Regions from separate parts of the Sus scrofa genome. Here region 2 is linked to region 1. Evidence: chromatin contacts called from public HiChIP or PLAC-seq data. All regions are on one chromosome and are shown on one strand. Each heading gives the region's core, a stretch centred on a gene start, on an enhancer-like site or on the middle of the called end of the contact. The rest is flanking DNA. Distances are from core to core; before and after follow the strand shown.

Region 1 (3,021 bases), core at 150-2,649:
CCACTGAGCCACAATGGGAACTCCTAATAGTTTGTTTTTAAATGAAATAATAAATATCTTAATTTTTTCAGTTTTAATTTCTAATACAATTTCTATTGATAGATATCACTCTGTCAGAAAAAGCTGTATGGGGTCCTTAATAATTTTTAGGACTGTAAAGGAGTCTTGAAACCAGAAAGTTCAAGAACTACTGTCCTAGAAAAACTTTTGCATTGTGCCCTAGAGGTCAGCACAAGAATTTTCACAGTAGCATTGTTCTGAATAGCCTGAAACTGGAAACATTCATCAAATGCAGGATAAATTAAGGGTTGAATATTGTTACAGTGGAACAGTATACAGCAGAGAAAGTGAACAAAGTACACCATAAGACATGGATGCTGTACACAATATGGATGAATTTAACATAAAATGAGCAAGAGAAGCAAGACACAAAATAACGTCTACTGTATGACTCTATATACCCAAGTTCTGTAACAGGCAGAATGAAACTGTAGATTTAAAGGGATGCTGACATAGCTGATAAAATACACATTCCTTGGTAAGACGCAGAAAAGCAATAAAGCAATTCCCACAAAATGTAGAATAAAGGCGATTTTAGCTGGGGTGGGGTAAGGAGGCTGTGCTTTTGGGGAACCAGTACTGTTCTACATCTGGATCACAGTCCTGTTTACAAAAGCGTTCATTTTATAAATTATTAAAACTATACATATATGTTTTATGCATTTTCCTTTTTTGTCTTTTGTCTTTTTAGAGCCGCACTGGTAGGATATGGAGGTTCCCAGACCAGGGATCCAATCGGAGCTGTAGCCGCCGGACCACGCCACAGCCACAGCCATGCCAGATCCGAGCCGTGTCTGCGACCTACACCACAGCTCATGGCAATGCCGGATCCTTAACCCACTGAGCGAGGCCAGGGATCAAACCCGCAACCTTATGGTTCCTAGTCGGATTCGTTTCCACTGCGCCACGACAGGAACTCCGTGTCTATATGCATCACACCAGCTTCAGCTGTACAAAGTCATTCTATTCTTCAAAGAAATTCCAGACATTTTAAATAAAGGTCATTTGATCTTTCAATTACCCCTTGTGGTTCCTGTGGGGGCGGGGGAGGGAACACCTGTCTCTATCAGTCAGGTTCCCACAAACAAAATCATTTAGTTGTGCAAATTTGGTAATTTGAGGAGAGTTTAATAAAGGGACACTTTACAAAGTGTGGGCAGGATTTAAGGAACCCACAAGTGCTAATAAAATACCCTGGTTTGGTAACTTAGCATCATTACCACACACTGGCCTGAAGGAGCAAGGGGAAAAAGCCCCTGAGCATGGGAAGCAGGAAGTGGCGCTGTGTGAAGAGCTGCTGGACCGGAGCGAGGACCTCTAGTGGAAGGACGCTGCAGCGCACTCACAGCTCAGTGGCTAAATATGCAGACCGTCCTCTCCTCCCTTCTGCCCTCTGATTACCGTGCTCCCTTGTGGTTGAACCTCCATAGAAACCAGAAGGAAGAGAGGCTATGCATTTAGGTCAACCTCCCAGGGAATGGAAGAAGCCTGGGGAGTAGAACTGGAGGGATGAGAAGATGGCCACATGTCCACCTGAACCTAAAATGTTAGCCATCTCTGTTATTTTTCTTTTTTTTTTTTAACTTTTATTTTTGTCTTTTTGCCATTTCTTGGGCTGCTCTCACAGCATATGAAGGTTCCCAGGCTAGGGGTTGAATCAGAGCTGTAGCTGCCGGCCTACGCCAGAGCCACAGCAACGCGGGATCCGAGACAAGTCTGCAACCTACACCACAGCTCACGACAATGCTGGATCCTTAACCCACTGAGCAAGGCCAGGGATCGAACCCGCAACCTCATGGTTCCAATCGGATTCATTAACCACTGTGCCACGACGGGAACTCTGTTGTTTTTCTTTTAAAGCACGGGGTACAGAGAAAAGGGAAATGTGACTAAGTGACATAAAACAGCTTGTACAGTCCCTGTTCCCGCAGCAGGTCACAAGGCCCACGCTGGGACTCATGGCTACCTCCTCTCTCTCACTGCTCTTCTTGTTATTTTTCCATCCGCACTTTGGCTGAATGTTTTATTTGTTTGGTTTGGTTTGGTTTTTACCCTCTCCTTGTTCTGGGCTGCAGTAACAGATAATTTTGCCTCATTTCTTTCTTTTCTTTTTCTCTTTTTTCAGCCAGACTTGCAGCATTTGAAAATTCCCAGGCTAGGGGTCAAATCAGAGGCAGGCCTACGTCACAGCCACAGTCAGGCTCTGCAACCTATGCCACGACTTGCAACAATGCCAGATCCTTAAATCACTAAGCGAGGCCAGGAATCAAACCTGAATCTTAACCCACTGAGCCACAATGGGATCTCTTTGCCTGCTTTTTCGAAAGCACGTTTGGAAAGACCTAAAATTCATGCATATGGGATAAGAAGCATTGTAGTCTTGTCTTCATTAGGCGAATGCAGTTTTCCAGTGACTGTACTTGGCCCCTGGGCCAAAGAGGGCTAAGAGGTCGTCCATTGAATCCCTGAGTGCTAAACATAGTCTTGCCTATGCAATCCCCACCATGCAGCAGCAAGCCAATTACTGCTAATTAAGATACCTCACCCCTTCTCTACATATTGGTTCTGTGGCCTGAAGAACCCCTAATGACCAGGGGTAAGTCAGTTTCCATTTCATTTGAACCAAATCTATTATACTTCCTATTTTTCTTTTTTTGTTTTTATAGGGCATATACAGATTCCTAGGCTAGGGGTCAAATTGGAGCTACAGCTGCCAGCCTACACCACAGCCACAGCAACACCAGATCTGAGCCACGTCTGCAATCTACTCCACAGCTCACAGCAACATAGGATCCCTAGCCCCCTGATGGAGGCCAGGGATTGAACCCACAACCTCATGGTTCCTAGCCAGATTCATTTCCGCTGTACCACGATGGGAACTCCTATACTTCCTATTTTTCATATGAAGGCACTGAGGCCAAGAGAATTTTAGAAATTGGCCTGAGACTGCACAATTAATAC
Region 2 (3,021 bases), core at 272-2,771, 150 kb before region 1:
GGATCCGAGCCGCGTCTGCAACCTACACCACAGCTCACGGCAACGCCGGATCGTCAACCCACTGAGCAAGGGCAGGGACCGAACCCGCAACCTCATGGTTCCTAGTCGGATTCGTTAACCACGACGGGAACTCCAGAACTGTCATTTTTTTTACTTTAGCCTCATAAAAAATAAAGGGGAGATGCCCTGAGCCAAAGCACAGTAAGCAGAGAATGTAGCAGGACAGCATGTATCTAATAGGTCCCTGCACTTGTGAGAGCAGCTTGAGACCTGCTCCAGTCTCTGGTCAAGGGCAAGGAGACCCAAAAAGTAACCTTACGAGAAGATGCGTGCTGCCCATCAGAAATAACACAGCTATCCCTGGTTCCTTCTTCAATATGGGACTGTCTTGACTTGTGACAATCACAACTTCCTGATTAAAAATATGTATCCTATTTCATAAGATGGGTGGAAGTTACACACAGTGAATATTTCTTCACAAAGACTTGATGGCAAATGATATCTTGAAGTAAATACAATTTTCTTAAGGTAACAGTTGATCCTACTTGAACACCTCTCCAGGGAACTGCAGTCAGGCTGGGGACGATCCTAGCTGCCTAGAGAGCTCGACTGAGAAGGATTTTAGGACAGATCCAGCACAAAAGAAGAAAAGGTAGTGACAAATGGCAATGAACACCAGGGCAGAGAGGGAAGAGGAGGGCGTGTGGGCCACCGATTTGATTGGCATCCCCAGCCCACAACTTTCACCCTTGTACAAATTTCTGAAGTCATCAGCCAACACTCAAAATCGGGACACAATTATAATTGTGCTACCTTTCATAAAGAATCTAAAAAAAGATCTGGATTCTGCAGAGAGCAGTAGTCAGCCAAAAGGTGACAGTGGTTAAACTGAAATGTACAAGAATGTATAAAAATAAACACAATCAATTCTTTAGCCAGGAGGAAGGCTCACCTGATGTCCTTGGGAAGTTCTGGCAACTGCATCTTCTTCATCATGGCATAGTGGGAGATGGCCAACACAGCCATGCCCAGACACTCGTTCTCAATATCATGCCCATCCTGCTCCGTCTTGGGGTCTCGAATGGGAGCCAGGCATTTGACCAAATCGTACTGCCCCTGTGGGGTAGAGGTGAGAAGTAACGAGCCACCACTTGAGTTTCAAGAGTCCACCCATGTTTATGATCTTGAGAGGAAGGTTCCCCACAGGGAGATGCTACCCGAAAAGCAGTAGAGCAATGAGACTAATGAGATTTTTACTTTCTCTAGCACCAAGGCTCCTTCTCAAGAGTGGGGCATGACGAGGCTCAGGAAATGTTCTCCCCAGGTTCATTTAACAGACATTCACTGAGCACTATGCTGCGTGCTCATGAAAAGCATGAAGACATGAAGCCCCACCGTGGGGCTTCCCAGGTAAGTGGTGGGGAAAAGCAGCACGTACTAGGTTTACACTTCACCAGGGCAAGAGAGGGTGACAGCTGGCTAGGGTCTGATCCTTTATGAATGCCAGAAACACATACTGAGCATAGGAAACAGGGTATAAATGACAGGCACCACATCCCCTTCTGATACAGAAAGGAGAAGGAATCCAGTTTCTACACTGCGGCATTACCACACATTTTTTCAACATCTGTACAAGTTTCCAATAGGGAAATCTAACACCAAAATACACTCCTCATTCATGGAAGTGCAGAGCAGTCCAAGAGCCAATGAGGGCCTCAAAAATGCAAAAAATACAACAAAAACGCAGTAGCCGGTATCTGCCTCATACAGAGAAAGGATGACCATGTCAATGCTAGGTCCTTTTTTACTATTTCATTTAACCTGCACAACAGCCCTGTAAGGGATCCTCCAGCCACACAGATGGGGAATCTAAGGCACCAAAGACGAAAGAGCTTCATCCATTCACTTGGTAGTTACTGAGTAAGGAGAACCAATGACGGGCCAGATGCCATCTGAGGTGCGAGGGATACAGCAGTACACTGAACCTCACCCTGACCTCATGGAGATTCCATGAAAGAAACAAGAAACAAACAGATATATAAAACCTCAGGTATTTACCAAAACCAAAGTCATGTCCAAAGACAGAGTATGGCAGGGCAGAGGGTCAGACCCAATGTGACCACAGGGCTACAGCCCAGAGCTCTGAGGACCAGGGCCGAGGTAGCCTTTCTCCAGCTCAAGCACAGGCGGACGATGAAGTCTGGGGGTGCTGTTCCTACGTAAGGAAGACGATCCCTTTCCCTGAGGGGGCTTGAGATTAGTGGGTTTTGGATGGAGAGTGCTCACTGCTGCAATTCCCCTTTTCCAAGATAAGACTTCTCGGTTTTCTTCGGCAAGAGAAGGACCACTTCTACAAACTACCGAGGACCAATAACAATCATCTCCGCCAGCAATGAGAGAAGAGCCGAACAAAGTCTGAAATCATTCTGTCTGGCTGTGATCTTCTGTAAACAGCACTGTACAACTACCTCAAGTAACTCATTCCTGAAGCTCTGCAGGGCGGGATTCTAATGTAATACTTACTCTTGAAGCGCGGTGCACTCCTCTTCCAAAAGAGGAGCAGAATCAATCTCAGATGTGAACACCCTAAAACCAAGAGGCTGAATTCAAAAAACAACAGCCTGGCCTATTCATTTTATTTGTTCCACACAGTATCTGGCCATGGTCGTAGCCTGGCTCATTTCTCTGCTGTCTCTGAGGCCAGTCCTCAGACACGTGATGGAAGGCAGCTAGTGTGCAACAATGACGAGAGCTGTGCAGTGGAATACAACTGTGACACAAGCCCACAGGAGTAAAAGTGTATCCTAAGGAAATAACAATAATCAGAACAAATTTAGATGGATGTGGGAGGCTGTTTTAATAACTGTGTTAGCACAAGACAGGAAAATCAAGAACCAAAAATGTTCAGAAACAAGGATTAGTTAAATAAAGGATGGCTTTTCCTCTGGACTCCAGCTTCACACTCAACTCGCTACCTGAAATCTCCACTGGTGCATCTCACAAGTATCTCCAAAGAGAGCT

The links. HiChIP or PLAC-seq counts read pairs in DNA pulled down with a chosen protein or histone mark.
Region 2: a contact with region 1 is called in an H3K27ac HiChIP or PLAC-seq map of alveolar macrophages. The contact joins two enhancer-like sites. A contact is called at or near these places in 1 of 47 Hi-C or Micro-C datasets (epiblast stem cells) and 2 of 2 datasets of contacts at active chromatin or transcription factors (alveolar macrophages and skeletal muscle).

The regions. Positions count from the first base shown.
Region 1 is chr6:147,371,684-147,374,704 of Sscrofa11.1, reverse strand. It overlaps a transcript of JAK1 not described here. Among named protein-coding and RNA genes, the nearest start is that of MIR101-2, 42 kb to the right of the region's middle. Within about 2 kb of position 1,399, at least 11 of the 83 cell types and tissues checked have an H3K27ac peak or open chromatin away from gene starts, as enhancers often do. A contact at or near this core is called in alveolar macrophages, where this site is marked.
Region 2 is chr6:147,523,386-147,526,406 of Sscrofa11.1, reverse strand. It overlaps JAK1 (Janus kinase 1), which reads right to left. Exons shown (of 25, transcript NM_214114.1): 6 at 953-1,116. Among named protein-coding and RNA genes, the nearest start is that of JAK1, 96 kb to the right of the region's middle. Within about 2 kb of position 1,521, at least 2 of the 83 cell types and tissues checked have an H3K27ac peak or open chromatin away from gene starts, as enhancers often do. A contact at or near this core is called in alveolar macrophages, where this site is marked.